Regions from separate parts of the Capsicum annuum genome. Here region 1 is linked to region 2. A link is a contact called in public Hi-C data. All regions are on one chromosome and are shown on one strand. The core of a region is the stretch at or near the end of the contact, and the rest is flanking DNA. Distances in the headings are between cores, read along the strand shown. Region 1 overlaps LOC107850405 (protein HEAT INTOLERANT 4). Region 2 holds the start of LOC107850406 (a long non-coding RNA gene).

Evidence for each region. A called contact is a pair of places that touch in the nucleus more often than the background predicts.
Region 1: a contact with region 2 is called in a Hi-C map of leaf, with 1.9 times the contacts expected there. The contact joins two enhancer-like sites. A contact is called at or near these places in 4 of 5 Hi-C or Micro-C datasets (bud, leaf and placenta).

What each region holds. Positions count from the first base shown.
Region 1 is chr12:56,684,655-56,691,910 of UCD10Xv1.1, reverse strand. It overlaps LOC107850405 (protein HEAT INTOLERANT 4), which reads left to right. Exons shown (of 14, transcript XM_016694903.2): 11 at 59-121; 12 at 229-276; 13 at 411-539; 14 at 835-1,307. The coding sequence ends at 882. Among protein-coding and RNA genes, the nearest start is that of LOC107850405, 17 kb to the left of the region's middle. Within about 2 kb of position 1,775, at least 2 of the 5 cell types and tissues checked have an H3K27ac peak or open chromatin away from gene starts, as enhancers often do. A contact at or near this core is called in leaf, where this site is marked.
Region 2 is chr12:56,652,130-56,658,944 of UCD10Xv1.1, reverse strand. LOC107850406 (a long non-coding RNA gene) reads right to left here and starts at 6,269. Exons shown (of 2, transcript XR_007048642.1): 1 at 5,451-6,269; 2 at 1-143. Within about 2 kb of position 1,679, at least 2 of the 5 cell types and tissues checked have an H3K27ac peak or open chromatin away from gene starts, as enhancers often do. A contact at or near this core is called in leaf, where this site is marked.

The DNA.
Region 1 (7,256 bases), core at 526-3,025, 33 kb before region 2:
TGCCTCTGTATTTTCAAACCATTCTACCATCTATTAACTTGAGTGATGAAATTTGTAGGAAATGGCAGACAAATTTATTGAGGCAGAGGAGTTGGCCGCAGATAAAAAAGATGAATTTGTGGTAATGTTACTTTGTGATATCAAATAACAAGTCTCATTATTCATCAATAAAATATATACCTTACTAAAAAATTATAAAATTTGTGTGTATCATCTTTATAATTCTAGGAATTTGTGAAGGAGAAAGTTAAAGAAGGAAAGAGGAGCAACCGAGAGGTATATTTTGAGAAATTTGTTGGAATCCTATTTTCCTTTTCCGTGGCAATGCTGATGGTTTGCAGCCCTAGTATCTTTTTTCATGTTATACTTGATTTGCTTATGATCATGACTCTAAATTTACTATGGTATAGGCTAGAGAAGCCAGGAAAAAGGCTATACAGGATATGAGTGAAGAAGCGAAAGCTGCATTTCAGAGTATGAAATTTTACAAATTTTATCCCGTGACCTCACCTGATGCTCCTGATGTATCTCAGGTCAAGGTAAGTATTGTGTTTGTAGTCTTAATTATCTTATATAGGACCCCCCCACCCACACACACAGACTGAGACTGACACACAGAGCGCATACACCCCCCAAAAGAAAAAAAAGGTACTAGCTATTTGATGTACTTTTATGATTAAACTGTTGATGTTGAAGAATTTAAGTTTATGTTCGAGTGTAACAATATTACAATGACATCTCATGTTTAATTGATATGTTAAATACTTAATATATGCTATTAAGTATGTGTTGGCAATAAAATTCATGGTTCTCACCTATTGCGTTTCTTTGCAGTCTTCATTCATAAACAGATACTACAGGAAGGCTCACAAAGTTTTCTGAATGATGCATCAGAGAGCATATTCAGAATGGGAAAATAACTGCTGTCTGAAACCATGTATTTTTGGAAGCCTACTTCAGAGCTGGATGATGGAATCATACTGTTCAGCTTAGTATGTGTTTTGCGGCAACCATTAGAGTTACAGAACTATTTAAGGATGTAGAAAGATCCATAGAGGCAAAATGTAACTTTTCCTCAATCCTATAGCTAGAGTGTTCAGTCAAAAATTTTGGCAATGAATTCTTGTCTGCATTGTGAAATTTTCATTTCATTTTGGATGCAAATGTAATCCTTAGTTAAGTTATCATGTGTATCCCTGCAGACATTATGAGCTGCAATTAGCAGTTGGTTCTTAGTTCGACTTGATCAGGTGAACTATGAATGTTTTTGCTTCAAATGGAAGAAGGGTATATCTGGTTTCCCCTCATGGAGTTATTTTTCTTCTGGTGTGATTTTATAAAATGAGCTTGACTGAATGCTGAAATATGAAGCATATAACTGCTCGCTTACTTTTGAGACTAGTGTTTACATCTTTAATGGGATGCAAAGTTTGTTTAGGCTGTGAAATCCTTATGGAACAGGAATATCCATGAAATAGTTGAACAGGTGAACTAGAAAGCAAAAAAGGTATCATACTGTGATAAAAAGCTTACTAGTAGATCTTTAACGAACACTGCAAAGATATACTTCTCTTTCCCATCCAAAATGAAATACAAATATGAGCTAGTAATATGGAGTACAGTGAAAGTTAAGAGGATTGAATGGTTGTTGGTGCTGTAATGGAGCATGTATCCGATTATCATAGTTTTGTTTGTTGTATCTCATAGGCAGAGCCGTAAAAATGGGCTTGGTCCTTGAGTCCGGTCTAATCCAGCCCACTATAAGGGTTGGGTTGTGATTTTTGAGCCCAATTAAAACTAGGGCTTATAAACTCAGCCCAAGTTAGCCCGTTGGCCCTTGAGGCTTGACTGAGGTTGAATTGGGCCGGCTCATGGGTCAAATACTATTTAATTTAAATTAAAAATATATGATTACTGTAAAAGAAAAAGTAATAACTAAGAATAGTAGTTATTGAATAAGTTTAATATCCTATAGAATATTTAACTTATTAAGTGTTAAAAACCTCAATTATCAAGTATAGATGTTTCATTTGTTATTGTTATTCAATTTAAACTTAAAATTAAAGAAAATTGTAAGTAAAAAAAATTAAAAATATAAATAGTAATTACTCAATAAATTTTACCTAGTATCTTATATAATATTTTATTCATTTAGCATTAAATGGCAAATATAAAATTTCTAATCATAAATATAAAAATTGCATTCACCATGAAATGTTCAAATACTTATTGCAGCTACTCGAAATCAATTGCACAACATTACCTAAACTCAAAGCAATAATATTTTTAAGTCAATTTTAAATATTATTAATTTTTGATATTTAACTTGTTGATATTGTTCAAGTTATTAAATTTGCATATGAATTTTGATGAATGTTGATGTTAATTAAGATAATGTAATCAATGAATTCAAATGTGTTTGATAATGTATTGGTGTTGAAAATATTATAAATCATCATACAATTATATACTTTATATAATAATATGTTAGAAGTGCGAATGGATTGCCATATCTATTAGTTCAAATATAGATTGAAAAAGAAAATCTAATAAAAAAATTGGTAAAATAAAGTGTAAACAACATAAATCCCCTACCTATTGAAACTAATTACATAAAATCCCTTCTAATTTTTCTCTCCTAAATTTTGCAAATATACTCATACATTTGGCTGCCTATCATATGTAGCTTGAATGTATGATAAAACAGTTAATCCTATATTTAAGGTAAGATGATAAAACATAATCTCCTACATTCATGCAAAGAGTGATCAGATAAAATCTTTCATTCCCTTAAATAAAGTTACTAATTACCTATAATTATGTTTTGTATGATTAAATAAAATAACCGAAATTTAAATTCAAAAAAACTCTTAAACATCATTGTTAGTTTTCCTCATTTTTAATGATGTTTTTGAAAAAATAAAATAAAATCCATCTTCGTCTTTCTTCAATTCTCGGAAAAAAATATGAACATCCCCATATTATTACGTCATTTCGAAATTTGGGAGTTGAAAATCATTTATCAATTCTATAAAAGTGATGCAATTATTATTTTAGAAAGTATTAACTTTTTGAAATTGATTGCTACGATCGCGATGGAATTAAATGTTGACGAAATTCATAAAAAAATGAAGCAAAATACACAACAATTTCACATCTATGAGGAAAACTTATACATGTAAAAAATAAACTGGAGTAATGTATAATGTCATACTACACATCTAAATTTTTCACCTTAAATATGTATGACCTATATATCTTGACAGAAGGTATAATGAAAATTTATACAAAAATAAGACATTCTAACAGTATAATACCACATAAAGCATAAAATGCATCTTATAAGGGCTTTTAATGTATCACATATTAAAATATATATCTTCAGGCTTATATTATACATTAGAATAAGTATAAGGGCAACTTGTACATTTTAAAAATAAACTGCAGTAATGTATAATGTCATATTACACATCTAAATTTTTCACTTTAAACATGTATGACCTATAAGCTTGACAGAAGGTATAATGAAAAATTATATAAAAATAAGACTTTTTAACTGTAAAATACAACATAAAACACAACTAATGTAATAAGAACTTCTAATGTATAACATATTGAAAATATATATCATTAGACTTATATTATACATTAGTCTTCCAAAATAACTAATGTATAATGCCTAATATATTATATCTTATACTTTCAAATAAAAACTTCAAGCATGTTTAATGTTACACCATACATATAAAATATTAACATTATACATTATTTATCTATAAACTTGTCAGAATGTATAATGTAACCTTATACAAAATTCATAGATTACAATTGTATAATTCGACTAAATATAAAAACAGCCTTTTCTATATATACAAAAACTTACATTATACATAAGTGTGTTAAATAAAGTAATGTATAATGTATAAAATCTACATCTTTGGACGCAATGACGAGTAATATTTTCCCATCGTAGCAAATTACTTATTCTTTTGAGTAGCCTCGGTGTACAAATTGCAGTTATCTTTACAACCACAAAGCTAGCCTGTTTCAACAAAAAACAAACATATAGTTAGACAAAATACTGAAACATATAAAATAGAATCTTTGAAACATAAAGTTAGATCCAAGAATATTGGAAGAATTTGATATTACAAAATCGTATCTTTGAAAGAGTATTAAAAAAATATAAAACAGAGCAAGACCATTGCTTTTTAGAAATAGAATAATATAAAAAAATATCAAATAATCAAATAATTAGGATTTAGATTCTTACAGAAGATTGAGTAAGTGATTTCGTTGATTCAATCGTTTGAATAAACACCGTTGTGCTCTGTTCACAAGATTTATTTTTCGTGGCATGTTTCCCCCGTTGTGCTCTGTTGTTGATGATGATGACCCAATTGAGATTTTTCGAAGCTTCTGATAGTTCGTCGCCATGTTTTTACCTTTGTTTTCTCAAATAAATCCATGACTTTTTGATTTGGTGAAGTTAAAAAAAGTAAAATAAAATTAATGAATGAAATCAATAAGTTCAATTAATGTTTGAAAACTTACAATGGTAAACTCTAAGTATGATTGCTTGATTTTAGGCATGAAAAAAGGGATTGAATAATGGAGGATAAACTGATTTGTAATAGGAGAGAAAAAGAGGGAGGAAAAGGCAACATTTTTTGGATGTATAATATTAAGTAGGGTTGTGCAAGTTTTGGTTCAAACCGTTAACCCGAACCAATAATTACTTTATCGGGTTAACGGTTCGGGTTTTTTCACTATCAGGTCGGTTATCGGTTTAACATTTCCAACTAACAGGTTATCGGTTTGGGACTTGAGTTTGCTTATTTTCTTATCGAGCCACCCGATAGTCCGATAAGGAATGCACAGTGACAGTATATCCATTATAGGTGCCCATGGCCAATTCACCAAAAATGGCCCAAAACAACTCTAAAGGCCCAATTCCTATTTCCCAAACGGCCCTAAACCTACTTACTACTTACTAGTTACTACTTAGAGACCTAGAGAGGCGGGAGTAGTTAGGGTTTCATACTTCTATTTCATTTCAATATTTCATCTTCTTAGAAGTTTCGCCTTCCCATCAATACCATCTTCTCCTCAACTTTCTTGGTTTTCTTCTTTGAAGCAAAAGGTGGCTCAACCGTCAATGTATTATACTCGTGGAACGTTTACTGTTACTAAAACGTCATTCAAGGGCTGGATTGCTCTAGGATATTCACTGAGTCCCATCTGCATAGTGCATATAACAAGCTGCTATATAACTACTTAGGTAAGACTGTTAGAAGTCTTTTTTGCGAACTCTTACTCCGATCTACCTCAGTCAGACACTCATGCTGTGAATTGTTTCAATTTTCACATCTGCGAATTGCGATCTGTCTGTAGTCTGCCTCACTCACGCTCATCGGGTCAAAGACCGCCTCAGCCTCTCTCAGTCTCTCTCAACAGTCAAGTGGTCAACACTCAACAGGTAAGAATTTTTGTTTTTGCTCGATTTCATTCTTAGATGTTTTCTGCTAATCTGCTTTATCTTTAATTCCTGCATATGACTATAGAATACTCCTTAAAACCATCAAGATTCTGATGAAGTTAAATATTCCAAAGAAATTTTGTTTTATGGATATTAGGATTATTGTTGAACTAGATATGATTGTCAGTTGAAGTGAAAAATAGATGGATTTTTGTTATATGTACTTTAGTTGATTTTCTATTTGCAGTGATTTTCAATTATTTTTATGTTTTCATGGATTTGCACTGATTTTTGGAATTTGCAGTATGTATGTACACTGATTTGCAGTTTTTGTTTTGTACACTTTTTCTATTTGCAGTGATTTTCAATTATTTTTATGTTTTCATGGATTTGCACTAATTTTTGGAATTTGCAGTATGTATGTACACTGATTTGCAGTTTTTGGTTTGTACACTGATTTTCTATTTGTAGTGATTTGCACTAATTTTCTGTTTTCATGAATTTGCACTGGTTTTTGGAATTTGCAGTATGTTTTGTGCACTGATTTAATGTTAATGGTTAATCCAATAACCGAACCGATAACAATGAAAAATCGATAAACCGATAACTGATAAACTGATATCTTAACGGTTCTTTAACGGTTTAGCATATATACAAACCGATAATGAATAAGTAAAACCGATAATTTTCAAAACCGAACCGAATCAACCGATATATAGCCCTAATATTAAGGAGAGAGAAATTACTAAATAAGGGAATTTTTGTAATTATTTTGGGATTTGTGTAAATACTTTACCAATTTGAAATTTAATGTAATTATGTAACTTTAACTTGTGTATATAGGTAATTTTTAGAAAAATAAAGGGCTAGCCCGTTCCAACCTACAACCCTATTAGGGCTGGCTTGGGCTATACATTTTAAGGCCCTTAAAAATGAAGGGTCAGTCCGTCATAGCCCATCAAATTCTTTGGCCTGTGAGGCTTGGGCTGGGTTGGGTTGGGCCAGCCCATTTTGACAACTCTAGTCATAGAAAATGAAAACTTGATTAGGTAGTTCACGCACGAGGTATTTTATGCCTGGTCTTTGATTTTTCATGTAGGTGAAGTAAAAAGGGCCTAAAATGCCCTTCAACTATGTGAAATGGTGCATGCCCTTCGTCTATTTATTGGGCCTAAATGTCTTTTCTGTCTATTTATTGGGTCTAAAATGTCTGTCCCATCTACCTCTTGGGACTGTTTTGCTCTTTTATTTAATAAATTTCAATTCATTAATAACGTGTATTTTTTTAACTGGCCAACTACTAATTAATTAAAATAATTAATATATCGTGTGTTGAGCTACAATTTCTTGGATATAATATCCATTCAAATTGAAAAGTACAGACTTGTAATGGAGTGACTTTCTGTTGAAATTGTACCTAATTGTTCTTTGTTCTTCGAATCATACTTTATCTTTTAAAATACCGGACTCAACGTAGAGCTTATAAATACCATTTCAAAAGGATAGGGGAGGCAGTGACTAATAAAATACCAAGTTAAAAAATGTGAATTGCTAAATTACTAGTATTAGAAACTTGAAAGAAAGATATTTATGTACTTAATATCTATGCTAATAATCAATATCATCTCATATGCCATTGACTATTTTTTTTTTCTATCCTTGATTGATTAGTATTCCTAAATCCTATATTTTTAGTGATAACCTTGATTGAAGTTTAAACAATTTTTGTGCAAGTTAATGTGTCATTTAGAATTAATTAGCTATGGTCTTGCTCTTT
Region 2 (6,815 bases), core at 430-2,929:
AACTATCCCTAATCAATACATATGAATACAAATGAAATAATGGATCTACAACTGACTTGAGTCCTAAAAATAAGAGAACTTATCACCTGCTGGCTGGATGCTGTGATTTGCCTTACTAGGATCCTGATAGTAAGCACCTGAATCTACATCACATAAAAAATATAGACAAAAGAAGTATGCAATAAGTATTTTTGAATGTACTGAATATGTGAGATATCCACTAGTCATGAAAACACTAAAACTTGCTTTAAATTGAGGATATAAACCATTTACTAAAATAAGTACTTAAAATATGTTTATATGTAAAACCTGCGAGGCATAGTAAATAGTAAAATCTCTGAATCATTAGCTAAAATATTTCTCAAAATTGAAAAGATGTAGAAGCATAAATATTTTATATGATTTAAAACTGGTGTTGAACATGTTATAAAGTTGTACTGAATGCTAACTGAATGCAAAGAAGCTGAACTGAAGTACAATGACCCTATATGAAATACACAAATACTAATATGCAATGATAAGCTGAAAAGTCATAGTTAAAAGCAAGGAAAGTTGAATTGAGGGTCATGTACAAATACTAGTCTGAAACTGTGGGATATGAATTGATGCAATGACCAAGTCAATAAACATGTATGCAATACTGTACTGAATAAACTGAATACAAGATCATGCAATAATTGAGTTTGAACCATGAGAGTTACTGTTAACCGACATATAACCATGTGAGCTAAACATGGAGTTCGACGTATAATCCTCATAAAAAAGGATCCAATATACCTTGTCAGAGTATAAAGGTTGATTTGATATGGTACCACTAAACTGATGTCCAAAAGAACTAAGATGTCAAGTCTGGTCTGATTGATAACCTCTTATAACCTACGTTAGCACCATAGTTCTAGGACTTAGGGACATTTACTAAAGGTCTCAGCTTAACTGACGGGTGAGCCTTCATCCATTCATTCGCTCCTTCATCCATTCATTCGCTCGGTACTAAGTACTACTTCCAACTGAATATAAGTTGATATAATGAATAACTCCATAATACTGAAGTACTGAGACTTAAGTATTAGCGCTTTATCTAAAAGCATTCTAAATCATGAAAATTGAAGGACTGAGTATTCAACTGACAATACATGATATCCTAAGTCATCATGTGTTCATAACCCACTTTCTCTGAAGAATGCAACTAATAATGACAATTTATTAATTGGAAGAAAAAAGAAAAATTTTATAGCACAAGTCCAAAATACTGAATATCAATATACTAAGGATTCTTAAAATGAAAAGTCTGTAAAGATAATAAATTTCATGAAAAAAATGGCATGTCAACTAATATAGACTGAAATCCACATGCATAGTTCATTCTAAATGAGGTTGAAATCTATTAAAAATGCGTAATTCTTCACGTATTAAAATAATTGAGTTAAATCCATGAATCATGCATAATCATTTTGAATGGGAACCATAATAATAAAATAACGTGAGTGAATAAAATTTCAAGAATTTAGAATAATTGGGTATTAACTCTAGATCACGAGTTCATAGAAATCATTGCAAAAAATCATATTTTAAAACTAGCTTTGGACATAAAGGTGAAAGGAATCCCTTATTGAATATATGCATACCTGATTATGAAGCTTTTTGATCGAAGAACTTGGTGGAAACTTGACTTTTCTTGAGCTTGAGGAGAAAATCAAATGTTATTGCCTTGAGAGAATTTTGGCAGAGTTTGGGAGCTTGGTCATTGTTATGAGGGAGAAAACAGAATAATAATAGGATATCATGCCTCAAAATATCCTAAAATGACTTGATATTGGGCTAAAAATCTTGAAAAATGACCAAAAAAACCTTTAGTAAACATAAAAAAAAGTTGTTGAAAAATTGCACCAGGATTCGTGTGTTGGACCACATATGGATCGGGTCCCAGTCACATGGTTCGTATGACAGCTTGTATGTTTGGACAACCTGATAGTACTTTACTAAAATGGTCATAACCTTTTACTCCGATATCGGGTTAAGATAAAATTAGATGTGTTGGAAAGAAGATTCAAGGAGATTTTTTTGGTGGATCTTGAGATTCAGAATTTCTAATATTCTATAAGTAAAACTCATTTGAAGTTGACTATAGAGAGATCCTACACAAAAAGTCAATCAGTAAGGAAGTTTTCAACTTGGCCATGAGCTAGGAACTATTTGTGGCCTTAATTCATGTCTAAATCACTCATCATACTACCAAATTACTATTTCTGATTGTATATATGCTTGAAGAATGATTCTAATATTATAGCTTGAATTTTAAAGATATTAGTCTTGTTGCCTAAAAAATACATTGTTCAGTGTTTGACAAATATGAGACCGATTATTTCAAGTAATTTTCTTATCAAGGTGATATCTATAGAGCTTCATAATAGACTTGAGACACATCTTCCTATGCCGATTTTAATAAAACCAATCTGGTTTTGTAAAAGGAAGAAACTTCACTCAAAATGTCCTTTGGTATCAAGAAATCATTACTGACATTAGAAACAGGGCCAATTATGCTAATGTAGTGATAAAACTTGACATGGCTAAAAAAATACGATATAGTGGATTGCTGGAAAAATGGGTTTTGATCACAAAGTAGTAGATATGATCTGGAGGCTGGTGGTTAATAACTAGTATTTAACTTTTATAAATGTTCAATTCTATGGTTTCTTTCATTCTATAAGAGGTATGAAACTAGAAGATTCTTTATCCCCTATACTGTTTATCTTATTTGCAGAAGTGATTGCTAGAGCATTGAACTCTTTATTTAATAAGAAGGACCTCAAGGGCTTTGGAAAGCCAAAATGAAGTGACAAAATTAACCATCTAGCTTATGCAAATGACACTATTTTATTTGTGTCAGCCGATAAGATATCTTTGCAATTGGTGATGGGTACATTGGAGGAATATGAACAATAGTCAGGGCAGAAGATTAATAAATAAAAAAGTTCTTTTAATATCCATGATAAAACAACAAATGCTATCACTCAGGAAGTGGAAGACCGGTCATGCAATAAAGAGGAAAATAAATTTTTCAGAGCTGATCTAAAAGGTAAATAATAAGCTTCAGTCTTGGAAAGAGAGAATTTATCTTTTGGAGATAAATCTGTATTGATCAATAATATGTTAAATACAATCCGTATATACCTATTGTCTGTAGTAATTCCTCCTAAATGTGTCATCCCTAATTTACATAGATTTTTTTCAAGATTTATATGAAGTTTCAAGAAGGTAGGCAAAAACAAGCGTTGGGTTTCTTGGACTGATATTTGCAGGCAAACGATGAATGTGGACTTGGATTTAGGTCACTAATTGATAATTTTAAAGTTTTATTTGCCAAACTGTGATGGATTTTCAGAACATAGAAATCCACATGGACTATATTCATGTGGAACAAATATTAAAAAAGGTATACACCTCAGGTGGTTGAATGTAGAGAGGGTTCACAAACATGGAAATATATAATTGGATCCAAAGTTATGTTGATCAAGAGATATGGTGGGAACCTACGTGTAGACATTCTAATATTTGGAATGATAATTGGACAAACTTGGGGCACTACATCGCTACTTACCAATCACTAGTTCTGATGTTCATCAAGCAGAAAATGTGAACCAATTATTCGATGAAGGAAGATGGAACACTCGTTTTCTAGAAGAATTATTTCCAAAAGAGATATGCAATCATGTGCTACATTATTTGATGGTAGAATAAGTTTCAGAGGACAGGGACATACCTAGGTAGATTCTCAACTCCTCAAGGAAATTCACTGTTAAATCGGCTTGGGATATAGTGAGACAACAAGAAGAGGTACAAGAATATTTCAAACAATTATGGATAAACTTGGGTCAAAATTTGATGTTTGGGAGAAAAAAATTCAAAACTCAAAAGCCAGGCATAAAGAGATGCCTTTTAAAGTATCCTTTTTCTCTGTGGAAATTATGGAAGAAAAGAGTTCCCATAAGGGAAGTACTAGTAAGATCAGGGTTTTTGAGGAGGTGATATGCAAATGTTATGAAGAAATGTTCATGAATCTATTAAGCACTTATTCATTATATGTTACCTAGCTAACAAAATGTGGTGCAGCTTCGCAGCTGCAGCTGGAGTTAATGGCCCTTTTTTGTAACTTAGGGATTCAGTTATGAAGTGGTGGAAAGCTTATAGAGCTTCAAAGCTCTAATTAGTTTTCAATACAGTTCCTATGTTCATAATTTGGCAGGTCTGGAAGAGAAGGAACATCACTATTTATCAGGAAAAGATGTCTTATGTGGGAATGGAGATCGAAGTAAATCAAAACCTAATTCTGCTGGCAAGGTATAATTATCCTTGATTGAAAAATTTACTAAAAAACTGGCCTGACTTGGTAAAGTTTCTTGAGGAGTATTCTACCACTTTAGTCTGTTGAATTGTGATTTGGAATTCTCCCATTTTAGGAAATTTCAAATGCAACTTTGATGGTTCATCCATAGGAAACCTAGGCCCTACTTCAGGGGCTTTTTGTATTAGAAAAAGAGAAGAAGATTTTATATATGCTAAAGTTAGGAGGCTGTGGCGATGGGACTAATCTAATGGCAGAAGTGGTGGCATTAAGACTAGGCCTGGAATATTGTGTTGATCATAATCTTCTTACTCTAACACGAGACTGGATCTTTTAGTCTAAAGAAGATAATAGATGGGAAGTTCCCCGGTGAGCTAGTGTATTGCTATGGAAATCAAGAGAATAAGAATGGTGATGTTTGAAACAGATGTGATGGTGCACACTCTCAGAGAAGGAAATAAACTGACTGATTTTTTTACTAACCATGCTTTCTGTTTTGCAGGCACACAAAGATTAAAATACTAAACATTATAGGAAAGACCAACAGAAGTAAGAGGCTATTAACATTGAGAAAGCTAAATTGCTTAATTTCAGGATAAGAAGATATCAAAAATGGTGAATATAACAGTCATGAAAATAATTAAGGATGGTATCACATAACCAATCTGTGGAACAACTATTATATGACCAATACACAACAGTTAGCACAATAATGGAACCAGTACAACAAAGACATTGTATGGATATAACAACGGAAAAATAAATAACCTATCATCCCTGGCGTTCAAAATAGTGGCATCAACTTTTAATTAAGATCATTCTATGGGATAAATTGGAGGATGGGTAAATATCTCACTGGAACATGAAAAAGAAATCGATTAGGGGCAACAACATGGTAAAGACGAATAGAATTGACAAGTCAGAGTACCTAATTGGGGAATATCCGTATCGAGGCTATCAAAAGGTAAAACAACAATATATGTAACTTATCTGGACAAGCATGCCAAAAGTTGAGCTACAAACATCAAGGTGGGAGGATTTTATGTTGCATCAGTTACTTCAAGGACTGTAAGAGTGTAAAAACTTCAAAATAAAACCTTGAACTCACCAGATCTTCCCCTATTAAGTTGAAAAAGTCTTTATTGAGCTGGTTTTCATGGAATTTGTAAGAATTTTGAATGTCTCATGTGAAAAACCCTCAACTCAACAATTTTCAAGTCTGATTTTAAATAATTCGAGGTTGAAAATGGAGTTTTTATTCCGAATCCACCTTTATTTCATTACAAGAAGGGTCGAATCAAAATGGCGGATCATTAGGTTTGATTTGTGTGAGAAAGAAAAAGATGAAGAAGAAGATACACTTTTTCTCTTTGCGGATGTCCAGACATTTCACGTCTTAGAATTGTAAACTAGCTTAGCTTTTGTTTGTTTTTGTTATTATTGATTTTGGGCCTATCAAGCCCATAAGACTTTTTATTTTTAATAAAGGCCCATGTGGCCATTTTGATTAAAACAAGACCAGATATTGACAGTATGTACTTCAAATATTGGCAAAACATATCGTCAACCCCCTAAGGTTGACGCTAACTTTCACTTAGATACTTTAACTATACATTTTTCATTTTAAACACCTCATGCAGGCTTCCATTATGTCATTTTGATACCTTTTTAATAATTACCAAAATAAATTAGGAAAGTGTAATAAACCCACTAATGATGTGGCATGCAATGAATTAAATAATTACATGTGAAATTTTAATTTTTAAGAAAATTATTTTAATATCTTTTACTCCACCTCCCCCTTCCCTTCGAATCATATTCTCCAACATACCTAAAAAAAATTTAAACATCAAGGTGGGAAGATTTTATGTTGCATCAGTTACTTCAAGGACTGTAAGGGAGTAAAAGTTTCAAAATAGAACCATGAACTCACCAGATCTGCCACTATTGAGTTGAAAAAATCTTTAATGAAATGGTTTTCTTGGAACTAGTGAGAATTTTGAATGTCTTATGTGAAAAAACCTCAACTCAACAATTTCCAAGTCTGATTTTAAATGATTCGAGGTTGAAAATAGAGTTTTTATTCCGAATTCACCTTTATCTCATTACAAGAAGGGTCGAATAAAAATGGCAGATCATTAGGTTTGATTTGTGCAAGAAAGAAAAAGATGAAGAAGAAGATACACTTTTCTCTTTGTTGATGTCCAGACATTTCATGTCTGAGAATTGTAAATATCTAGCTTAGCTTTTATTTGTATTTGTTATTATTGATTTTGGGCCTGGATAGTATCAGGTCCATAAGACTTTTTATTAATAATAAAGGCCTATGTGGCCATTTTAATTAAAACAAGACCAGATATTGACATTATGTACTTCAAATATTGGTCAAACACATTGTCAACCCCTAAGGTTGACAACTAACTTTCACTTAGGCACTTCAACTACACATTGTTCATTTTAAACACCTCATGTA